Linked DNA regions of Gossypium hirsutum: all the other regions are linked to region 3. Evidence: chromatin contacts called from public Hi-C data. All regions are on one chromosome and are shown on one strand. The core of a region is the stretch at or near the end of the contact, and the rest is flanking DNA. Distances in the headings are between cores, read along the strand shown.

Region 1 (4,003 bases), core at 660-3,159, 140 kb after region 3:
ATTTGAAAGGTCCAACATTCCATTGAAATGTTGAAAGTGGAGGAATTTATATTCATTTGTCTACAAAATCAACTGAAGAAAAAGAAAATCCTAACTAGGGTGATAGGGTAAAACTAAGACCATGGTTGGTGGATTGAAATAAAGAGTAGGCAGTTACCAAAATAATGATAATAAATTAATAATTATTTGCTTTTGTGGGTTGCCCTTTTTATTTTTTCTACTCCACACTCTCTAGACTTGGAATCGATATGATATCTGACCATGTTGTACAACCCAAATGTTGCGGAAGGCATATCAATATTATCGCCACTAAAATGTACATACCCTTCACTTTCTTGTGGGGTCCTCACGGTGAAACTCACACATCTTACCTTTCTTACTTCTTTTCCCCTAATTTCTTTTTGGTAGGATTTTTTTAATTTCATTTGTGAACTTAAAAAGTTGATAAAATGGAGATATATAGCCCTTAAATTGAGGAGATATCATTTCTTAACAAGGCCCATAATAAGAGAGATGTATGTTGGGATCAAAACACATGGCTGTCCTTTCTTCTCCTTGGAGTCCCCACACAATAATATATCAATGGCCCATCATATACTCAATTACTCCCAACTAATATCATATTATCAGATTTCATATCAAACAAGTAGAAAGATAAAGAGTTTGTAAAGGTGTCAGATTGTCCTTCAAAACTAAATTTTAATAAAAATTAATAATATTAGAAAACAATATTTTATAAGAAGATATATAAATATGAATACATGCATTTCACACATATATTATTCATAAAAATATAATAATTGATTTTCTTCTTTTCTAATAAAAAAAATGTGCCATTTAACCGCCAAATCACAATTTTTAAAATTAAAATGATTAAATTGTATTTTTTATTATTATTTAAAAATCACTCTTTATTTACTGACAACTTTTTAAGCAATTTTTATTTTGACTTTGAAAAAACAAGGGAGAGAGAGATGAACATAGATATTAAACCAATTCTCCATATCGATTTGACTACATAGAATTTTAATAAAAATGTTACGTGTCATGTGGGAATCACATAAAACTTATTTGCAAATATGAAACCAACCTTGGAGAAAATATGTATGTATTATCCTATTAATATTATAATTTATACACAAATACAATCCATGTGTTTTGATCAAGTTTGACATTTAGCCCATGTATTTAAAAAAAATTTAATTAATTTTTTAATTTTAAATTTTGAACTAATCATTAAAATTATTAATATTTATATCAAAATTTACCATGTTAATTAAACTATAATAAGGCATATGATTGTTAAAAAATAAATATAATATAATGACAATTTTTTTTAAAAAATACTAACAATTAGGATATTTAAATTGAAAAAATAAAATAATTTAATTTTTTAAATACAAGAATTAAATCTGAAACATTTTTAAAGTATAGGAACTTGGGAATAGACACGCAATAAATGACATCTCATTCGTAACCCAAACAACTCGTGTCCTCCTTAATCCTAAACGACATCAGGTAACTGGTTTAATGCATCGGAAGGAAAAGTCCACTGATTTCCCTATTTAGCCCCCCCCCCCCCCCCCCACAGTCTTCCCGTTTTACTTTAACACCCCCCTTTAATCCCAAAAAAGCAATAAAACCGTCATTGATTTGTGGACCTCACCTTTTCCCATGTACTTGTACTTTCCAGTTTTAACCTCCCCTATCACTTTCCCACTAATTTACCATAATTTACTGAAAAGACTATCCTACCCACACTCTCATTGCTTTTTCCTAGTCATGATGACTATTGACGTAGCAAATTAACCACAACCTTTGAGGTCCAATTAGGTAATTTTATCTAAACCCTATTAAATTAACTTCACTAATTAACAGCGCCTGAGTACCATGGGACTCCATTACGGAAACCGGCACCTTATCGTCACGCTCCTTTACGTGGCATCGTGTAACCACCACTAAAAATGAACCGGTTCACGGTTCAACACGTAGCCCAAATTCAACGGATTAAATATTTCGCCACGTAGGACTTCAAAATTTTGTCAACAGGTCCACGTCAGATATCCCTACCCCTCCACCCTTTATAAGGCCCTGGACCACTGCCCCTGCTAACAGTCTCATCTCATTTCCATTTTCTGGCTTTTTCACCACCTCTTGTTTCATCGGTTTTATTTCTTAATTCTCGTTCTCTTCGCCGGCGAGTTGTTGCCGGAAAAATGGACTCGCTGGTCACTCACAATCTTCGCGTGAATTCCCATGGAAATAACATTATGTTCTCGGGCTGTTGCGTGTTTCGGTAACTTTAACCGTATCTGAAAAAAAAAGTGAAAAAAAAAAAAACTCGTAAGCAAAGCGACTCTACTTAGCAGAGTTATGAAGTTATTCCATCCCTTGTTTGGCAAATGAGAAGCAAATAATTGTATATTATAATCAACGTTAAGAGTTAAGAGTCTCGTGTCTTGATTAACTGCATTATTTTTTGTCTCTCCAACATGAATTTCTGTGTCAATTGCGTGTGCTGATCTCATCAGAAAGAGAAGAATCAACGAGAGTTTGAAGTGTTGCCGTAGTAAAGGTAGAAGCGGCTTTTTTTTTCTTTTTTTTTTTGAAGACCGAGAAACATGCCTTTCCCAATGAAGATCCAGCCGATCGATTTCAACACGCTAGAAGAGGCAGCGCTGCCGCGGTCGGAAACAGTAAAGCCTTTGGTGAAATCGAGGTTCAAGCGGCTGTTTGAACGGCCGTTCCCTAGCGTTCTAAGAAATTCCACGACGGATAAGATCGGTACCATCGCCGCCGATGAGCTCCCTTTAAGCAAGGAATACGCCGGTGAGTTCGAGCCGAGCTCTGTTTGCTTGGCCAAGATGGTTCAGAATTTCATAGAAGAAAACAACGAGAAACAACAATCTTGTGCTGTTAGATGCAGCCGTAACCGCTGTAACTGCTTCAACCGTAACTGCAGCGACAGCTCCGAAGACGATATGGATAGTTTCTTTGGTGACTCCAATCTTAATTCTCCCGCTGAAGCATCTGAAATCCTAAAGGTATTACAATATTTTCCGCCTTTTTCCTTAAATTGTAAAATTGTAGCTTATTTTTTAAATGTGTAGCTCATCTTTTATGGAACAGAATTTGATTTGTCCTATGAGTGTGAGTGAAAAGATTTTATTGGCGGATACGGCGAAGATTGTGGAGAAGAACAAGATCTGTAAGAGTAAAGATGATTTTTGCAGGAAAATGGTCACTGATGGATTACTGACCCTTGGATATGATGCTTCTATCTGCAAATCTTGCTGGGAAAAATCTCCCTCTTGCCCCGCCGGTACTTTCTTTCTCCCTTTTTATTTGTATTATTAACTCGTCTTCAAATTTGTCATACAGATATTTATGCTAGTATCCGATTCCTATGCTAATGGCTTGATTTTATTTTATTTTAACAATTTAGAAATAATAACACTTTCTATTTTTAATTAGCAGGGGAGTACGAATACATAGACGTGATAATTGAGGGGGAACGAATGTTGATCGACATCGATTTCAGATCAGAGTTCGAACTCGCCCGATCAACGAAGACTTACAAATCAATCCTCCAAATGCTTCCCTTCATCTTCGTTGGCAAAGCTGATCGTCTCCAGAAGATAATTGTTACTGTTTCAGAGGCGGTAAAGCAATGCCTGAAGAAGAAGGGAATGCACATTCCTCCATGGCGAAAGGCCGAGTATATCAAGGCCAAATGGCTTTCTCCTTATAATCGAATCACGCCTTCACCTTCACCTTCACCTTCACCTTCACCTACTCCAACATCAACATCTATAACCGGAACGCTCAAAGAATTTGAGCTTGATCCCAAAGCTAAAAAACAATGCCAACCTTTGTTTGAATTGAATCCTGAGGGTAAAAACTCCGTTGACGATGCTGATTTGGGGGAACCCATATTTGCTTTGTCAGAGAGTTCTGAAGAAGAACGGAATGAAAAAAATGTGAAGAAAGAAGAAAGGAAGCC
Region 2 (3,719 bases), core at 324-2,823, 150 kb before region 3:
TGTATGACATAAATACATGCAGACATCACTAGACAACTCACTAGTCAAATAGGGTAAAGATTTATTTAATGAAGCAGTGTTCAAAAAGTGATTTACCTGCAAAGGAGAGTCCCCAGATGCGGGTTTAACACCGGTTACAGAGCACCCCATGATCAAACCATGTCGGCGAACTCCACGATACCATTTAGGGCCAATCCTTTTGAGTTGGACATCCTTAAATCCAGCCTTTTCAAACCACTCTATATATTCTTCCTCCTTAGGGAAAAGCATCCAAACGTCTGCAAAGAAACGAGACAACCAAAATGTAGGGTACACAGGACCAATTAAGCAAGCTTTTCCTCCTTGTTTCAACACCCTGTATGCTTCCTTGATCCCCCGTTGTGGGTCTGGCCAGTACTCTATGCTGAAAAACACACAATACCATATTCCCATTTCCCAGTTAGAGGCATTATCAAGCTACTATCTCCTCCCCTCTCTCAATTTCAAGACAAATCATACATGCAAACCATAAAGATACCAGTATTTAACATCTTATAGGAGATAGTCCTAAAAGGGGGTTGAAAATATACCTTCCAGCAGACACATATCTATCGGCATAATCAGTAGGAAAAGGAAGATCTTCTGCATCACCTTCAATTATGTTGCATTCCTTGAGAGGCTCCTTCTGTTTAGCCTTTGCAAGCTGGTGAGGAGATTGGTCAAGGATTGTAACATTCTTAGCATCCACATGCTGAACAATACCCAAAGTAGTGAAACCAGTTCCACCACCAACATCTACAACTACCATGTCCCTGTCATTGAGATCAGCCGGCTCAAGTGCATCATCCCTCATGTCTTCAGTCCAGTGACCTGGGTTTATGACATGGTCATAGACAATTGAGAGGAACCTGTAGAACCAAAAGGCCTCTTTTTTGTGTTGTATGAATCTTGGTTGTGAAGCTGGCCTTGACGCTGATAAGCTGCACCTCGGGGCTATCGTCGTTCCTACCCTGGACATCTTCGGACTGTAGATTAAACCCGCACTGGAAAACTGTTTCCCATGTAAACCTGACCCCAAAAAACCAATACTTTTTGGGGTAACACCTCGGATGAGAGTGAAGGTTTCAGCTCCATTCAGCATGGAAGAAGCCATGGATTAAGCAGCAAACCAAAAAAAAAAAACCCCACAAATTAAGAAGGTGCAATGTTTAGTTGAAAGTTGAAAGAAATGAGAAAATAAAAATATAAAGACAAAAACCCAGCACCCAAATCTGGTGGTTTGGTGGGTTCAGGGCGGTGGTTAGGCTAGGTGAACACTGAAGAGAGCCAGTAGCCCACAAAACATGGTACTTGGTCCAGCACCGCAGATCCAAGCCTAGGCAGTTAGCTACTTTTCTTTATGCAACTTTGGTGAGACTAGAGAGTCTCTAGAGCAGAGAAATCGAGTTAACGGGCACCACAGGATTGGGTTCTTTTTTGGCTTATTATTTTGATTGGTTTTTGTCCTATATTTAAGAAAGAATTTACTATTTGAAGTTTGATTGTGTTTTAGTAGGAGAAGTGAAAATCGCAGGGTGCAAACAAAGACAATGGGCTCTTTTTGCTGAATGGTGGATCCTTTACTCTCCTCTCTTAATTGCAAGGTGATGCGCATTCATTTCTGCCTACCCTCACGAGGCCCAATCACGACCAAGCATCGAGTTTTGTTTCGCAGCAGCAATCTTGATTTAATTATGATTTGGATTTTTTTACTACATTAAAATTGAAAAAAATTAATAATTAGATTTAAATTTTATTAATTATTAGGTTTCGTTAAATTGAGTGTAATTTGGCATTTTAATTACCCTTTTCAATTCATAGTTGACATATGAGAATGAGGGTAATTACAGTATAAATTTTCAAACCCACTTATAAAGTTGTTATATAATTATAATAAAATATATAATAACTTGATTCGAAATTCAATTCGAAATATTCATAGTTTAAATAACCCCAAACACTCGATTTGAGAGAAAAGACGGTACTAAAAAAGACTCTATCTTTATTATCTTCTTCTTCTTATCTTTTCTTAAACCAGAAAACAGAACACTCTTTCCTTCTTTCATATCTATTGACGATACATTGTATCAACAAAAATATTAAAGTTTAAGAAATTTGTATTTTAATTTTAAGAGATATATTCAATTAATAACAATTTTATATTTTAATTAAATTAGTTGTTGTAAGAGAAATTCACTTCATCATTTTAACAATAATAATTAATGGTGTTACTTCGAGAATTCACATTAATTTCAAATTAAAAGTAAAAGAGATTAAAACCATAATTAATATATGATGGTGCGGAATCCATGGACTTTAAATTCCTACCCGTAAAAAACATAATAAATTTTATAAATAGAAAAGTAGGGTCAAATCTGAAAGAGATTAGATCAACTAAAATTATTTAGTAACTAGAGCAATTGTGAGCACGACTTTTGCAATCTTGAAGAAAAATAAAAAAAAATGGGGTTTTAAATCTTGCAAAAATAATATAAAGAAAATTCGGAATGTAAATAACAGCAATTCGAAATATTCAAGAGTAAACATATATGACGAGATTTCCAATCTAAGGTGCGATGTCAATTTCGGTGTCAAATTGATCACGAATTTTAGATGTTTTCTTACTTAAACCATCAATCTTTCTTGAGTTTATAAATTAATTGCGAGAATAACTATACAATCAACCCTTTTAAGTCAAACAACCTTAAGAAACACTTATAATATTTAATTTTTTAATAGCCTTACAAATTAGAAAGATCGAACTATAATTAACAAATTCAACAACATGATTCATTTAAATTAGATTACACATTTTCATAGCATAATCCAATTGTTCTTTAAATCAAACTACGCTAATATGTTTCGGTTATTGGAATAAAGAGACAATTACTGACCAATTTACTCTAATTAACTATGTATAATTCATTTTTGTACAAATAATGTATCTCTATGTCTGTTTTACGGTCGTGAAGACCCTTTTGAAGTTTGTGTAGCTACTCTTCCAACAATGACATTTCCAGGGTTTGAGCCTAAGTTCTTTCTTTAGGAGAGCAATGTGCCTTTCGTACCCAACACTTATTGTCAACTATATATTTTAAATACCAATCCATCTCATAAAATAGAAAAGCAAATATCAACGAATAAGAAAAAAAACGAAAGAACACTTTCAAATCTCACAATTCTAATAAGATAGAATTTTCATTTACATTGGCTAAAAAAAATTAAAATTAGCTATTCATAGTAAAATAGATTATTGAAAATTAATAGGAAAATGAAAATTCAAGTTCCTTTTTGCCGACACCAAAAATAATCTTTTATAGAGTGACAATACATCCAATTTACATGTTTATTATGCTTAATTTTGATAAATTATTGAATGTGATGTCACTAATTTGGGGCTTATTATTTGATTTTGATTAGGTGCAAAAGCAAAACTAAAAAAGTTAAAAAGAGTCAAAGATGCGCGTTGTCGTAACAAATTTGGGCTAAAAAAAAAGTTGATGGAAAAGAATCTATTTTGGAAACTTTTATTTTGAGATTTTTTTGTAAAAAAGATACTGTTAGAATATTATTATGAGATATTATATTTTCACAATTTGGTTCCTAATGAGATATTATAAGATATTATTATGGGATATTATCTTTTAGCAATTTAATTCCTACGTAACTATTATATATATATACCTTTGAGGTTTGTCAAT
Region 3 (3,630 bases), core at 761-3,260:
CTCGGCATCGGAATGATCAGATGTGTTTTCCAATGGTTTAGGAGAAAGTCGGCCACCAGCAACACCATTGAAACTACAGCTAGCAACTGAGCATTGGTTGCTATTTTCAGTATACTGAACAGACCTCGAAGAATGATATACACAGTATGGACTTGCGTCTTCCATCCTGTTATTCCTTTTAGTCGATTGCTTAATTAATGTTTCATCAATCCCTGCATTCGGGTAAGAAAAATCATCTACCTGGTTAAACCAAGGAAGTGTTCTCTTAAGAGGTGATTTCCTAGTCTTGAGGTTTCCTCGAAAGTGCTTCTCAATGTTGCATTTTTCAGATTGATGTGCGTAGACTTTATGTATGACATTATGAGCCCTGGTCTTATGTTGTCCCTCTCTATCCTTCTCTTTAGACCGCAAAGCTTTGTTCATAAGTAATGGAGTCTTGAAACGCAAGCCACTGGCACAGTACGGAGTTTCCGCTGTAAAACTGTTGGCCAAATCTTTACTTTGAGCAACCTGCAATCACATGTAGGCTGATTCAGATATATTGATAATACGGAAAAAAAACAACTGCAGCTCAAGCAAGAATCAAGTTCATATCATAAAGAACAATGTGGAAGGCAACAAGAAGATATTTTCTTGAATTCATTCGAAACGACTTATCACGAGTTATGCTATGCTTTATAGAGAGAGAGAGAGAGAGAGAGAGAGAGAGAGAGAGAGCTCTAATAAACTTAAACATTTAGAAAAGAGAATTTAGGTCCAAAGCACGATGAATGCAAGGTGCATTTACCTTCCCAACCACCATCCATTTGTTACCATGCCAAGCCTGCCTAACCCTTAAACTTGACACATGGAATTCTTTAAGTAGGATGGACCCAAACAACTTAATGACAAATGAATCATTGTTCTTTAACACCTTTGCAACCTTTCCTATCCTCCAACACTGGATATCGAACACCTCAGCTACATCCCCGACTGCCCAATTCTTCCGGTTTACATATGGAGGCAATGGTCTAACGTCCTTCCCTTTCACCGTCTCCACCACCCTTCTTCCTTCACAGTCTGTAAACAGTTTGTACCTAACAATATAGTAGTCACCATCTGCTGAAAGAATATTACCAGTAAACCAGGAACCACATGGATCATCTTCTCTTCTCAAAACCTCCACCAAGTTCCCTTTTCTGAACTTCATTTTTCTTTTGAACTCTTATTATGCTTGATCCCGAAAAACAAGACTGAAATATAAAACAAAATTAATACCACTGATATTGTGATTGCTAAAAGAGATCTAAAAGTGATCCTGAGTTGAGTGGAAAGGAGCTCAATGCCAAGCAAAATTTTGAGATCGAATCTTGTGAATGGAAAGAAAACAGTGGAGAGAGTTTTATCCCGTTTTGGGGGTCTAATTCCCAAAACATTCAATTGCAAAATAAGAAAATTGTAATCTTCAAGAACTCCATGAAGCTAGTTTATATAGAGATATAATCAAATCTAATTAGAAAAAATAAGATTGATGCTACAAACAGGGAACATTCTGCAACCAAACTCAAATGAACTCATTCAGCCAACAGTTTTCAAAAACATCAATCAACCCATGGTTTTGCAATCCTCAAAAACACCCAGAAAAAAGAAACTGAAATAATTAAAAAACTAGCACTTACCCAGAATTAAACATCCTAAAATTATGAACTATAATAAGACAAAAACAAAAACAAAATTAGAAATTGAGAAGGAATTCCAATTCAATTCAATTGAAAACTTTTAATTAATTGAATGGGACTGACCTGAGAGTAAAAGTGAAGAAATGAAAACGAACAGGACGCAGTTTAGTTGCGGTCATGACCACATCCTTACGCAAAATTGGTTTATTTTGCGCTCTCTTTTGATTATTATTTAAGTAAAAAAAAAACCCTACTAATCAAAGATTAACTCATTTTTGAAGAAATAAATGATGGGGATAATTCATAGTTTTAGACAAAATCTTTGCCATGTTGGACCATTGATTTCATTACAACCTCAGAATCGACGTGCCTTATGAGACCATTAAAAAAACAGGTCTTTAGTTCCTGTACAAAATCAAAGAATACAGAATCATGATTAAGCATAAATTCCGTCATGATTATTTGGATTTTGATTATATTATATTTTTTTAAAAAAATCCTTGTTATTTGAAATTAATGCTACATAACTAGCTTCTTGTCTTTAAACTTAGAAATAGTTTATAGTTAAAAATTACTTCAAAGCTTGACAATAAGGTCATTTCCCATAAGGGCATTTTGGACTATGTTGCATATGTATGACGTAAGCTGTAACCGTAACATAAAATAACAAATGCCCTTATCATATCTTTTCCATGGTTTTGAAGATTTTGAAATTCCATCTCTAAATAAAATGAAATTACCCCTTCTTAAATTTTACATGTGCCCGTAAGTAGGGCTAAATAGCTAATTAAAAAAATCTAAATATTATTTTTAATCCCGTTTAATTTTATTAAATTTAACTTATTATAATTTAAATATATTTCAACCGATATTCGATTTACAAAATAAAAAATGATATAATAATAAATTTAATTCTTAATGTTTATATTTTTTTCAAGTTACTCTTACTTTTTAAAAGCTAAATTTAGCCATCAACTTTTCAAAAATAGTCGTATCGTTTTTTTCTAAAAGAAATGATGATTAAAACATTAAATTTTAACATTGTTGGCGTGATAACTTACATGTCAACCTATTCATGAGCCAGGCCATCTAGCCTAGTCTGAAGGCCCGTTCGAAAAATGAGAGGATTTTGGGTCTCGAGTAAGGCTTTTTTGGCCTGAGCTCGGCCTGAATATGCAAAAAAAAAATTGCATTTATTTTTCTATTTTTTATTATTTTATTGCTATTTTATTGTTGGCTTTTTCACTATTTTGTTACAATTTCACAATTATGTTGCTACTATTTTTTTGTTATTATTTGAATATTGTATAAATTTTATTTTATTGTTAATTTTATTACTATTTTAGAGATTGCACATATCTTTTTTACTTTTTGCAAAATAGACTAGTATATTAATGAAAGAAAAGATAGGAATGGGCTAACAAAATTCACAGGCCCACCAAAAAATGAAAACAAAACCCAATAATGGTAAAACCTTAAAATTATTACCAAAGAAATAGACAAATTAAAATTAAACAGAAAATTAAAATAAACTTCCAATCTGATAACAGTTGGAGTCCAATTAGCATTTCCACAATTAATGCACCGATTCCAGTCCCAGAAAAGCGGTTTCCAAAATCCCACTTTCCTGTTTTCCTTCTATGCATAGACCCCCTATCAAACAACCCTCAGTCAGGTTCCCTCATTCTCCGTTGATCCACCTCCAATGTTCGTTGCTCAGGGACTATTCCGATCAGGTATGCTCACGATTCTCCTTTCATCGCTTCTCTAGCTAAGTTGTGACCGATAATATTTGCAAATTTGTATGTATGTTGAAAGGTTATTTGGTGAAAAAATTGTTTTTGCTGCTGAATGTTCCATATTATATCCCCAATCACTGATTTGTTAGTCTTCTCTGAGTTACTTTTTTTTTATTACTAATATCGAGTCTCCTTCAATGATAACTGATGCGAACCCCATCTATTTTCCCATA

What was found. Hi-C and Micro-C count contacts between places; a contact is called where the count stands out from the background.
Region 1: a Hi-C map of leaf shows a contact between it and region 3, with 2.2 times the contacts expected there. The contact joins the promoter of LOC107950993 here to the promoter of LOC107902730 in region 3. A contact is called at or near these places in 4 of 34 Hi-C or Micro-C datasets (all in leaf).
Region 2: a Hi-C map of leaf shows a contact between it and region 3, with 4 times the contacts expected there. The contact joins the promoter of LOC107902204 here to the promoter of LOC107902730 in region 3. A contact is called at or near these places in 15 of 34 Hi-C or Micro-C datasets (callus, fibers, hypocotyl and 3 more).

Annotation. Positions count from the first base shown.
Region 1 is chrA08:10,836,625-10,840,627 of Gossypium_hirsutum_v2.1, reverse strand. It overlaps LOC107950993, which reads left to right and starts at 1,909. Exons shown (of 5, transcript XR_005900133.1): 1 at 1,909-3,044; 2 at 3,130-3,322; 3 at 3,478-4,003.
Region 2 is chrA08:11,122,896-11,126,614 of Gossypium_hirsutum_v2.1, reverse strand. LOC107902204 (2-methyl-6-phytyl-1,4-hydroquinone methyltransferase, chloroplastic) reads right to left here and starts at 1,573. Exons shown (of 3, transcript XM_016828445.2): 1 at 570-1,573; 2 at 97-403. The coding sequence starts at 1,132.
Region 3 is chrA08:10,974,176-10,977,805 of Gossypium_hirsutum_v2.1, reverse strand. It overlaps LOC107902730, which reads right to left and starts at 2,010. Exons shown (of 4, transcript XM_016828995.2): 1 at 1,782-2,010; 2 at 788-1,232; 3 at 1-510. The coding sequence starts at 1,189. LOC107902956 (a long non-coding RNA gene) reads left to right here and starts at 3,201. Exons shown (of 3, transcript XR_001685665.2): 1 at 3,201-3,630.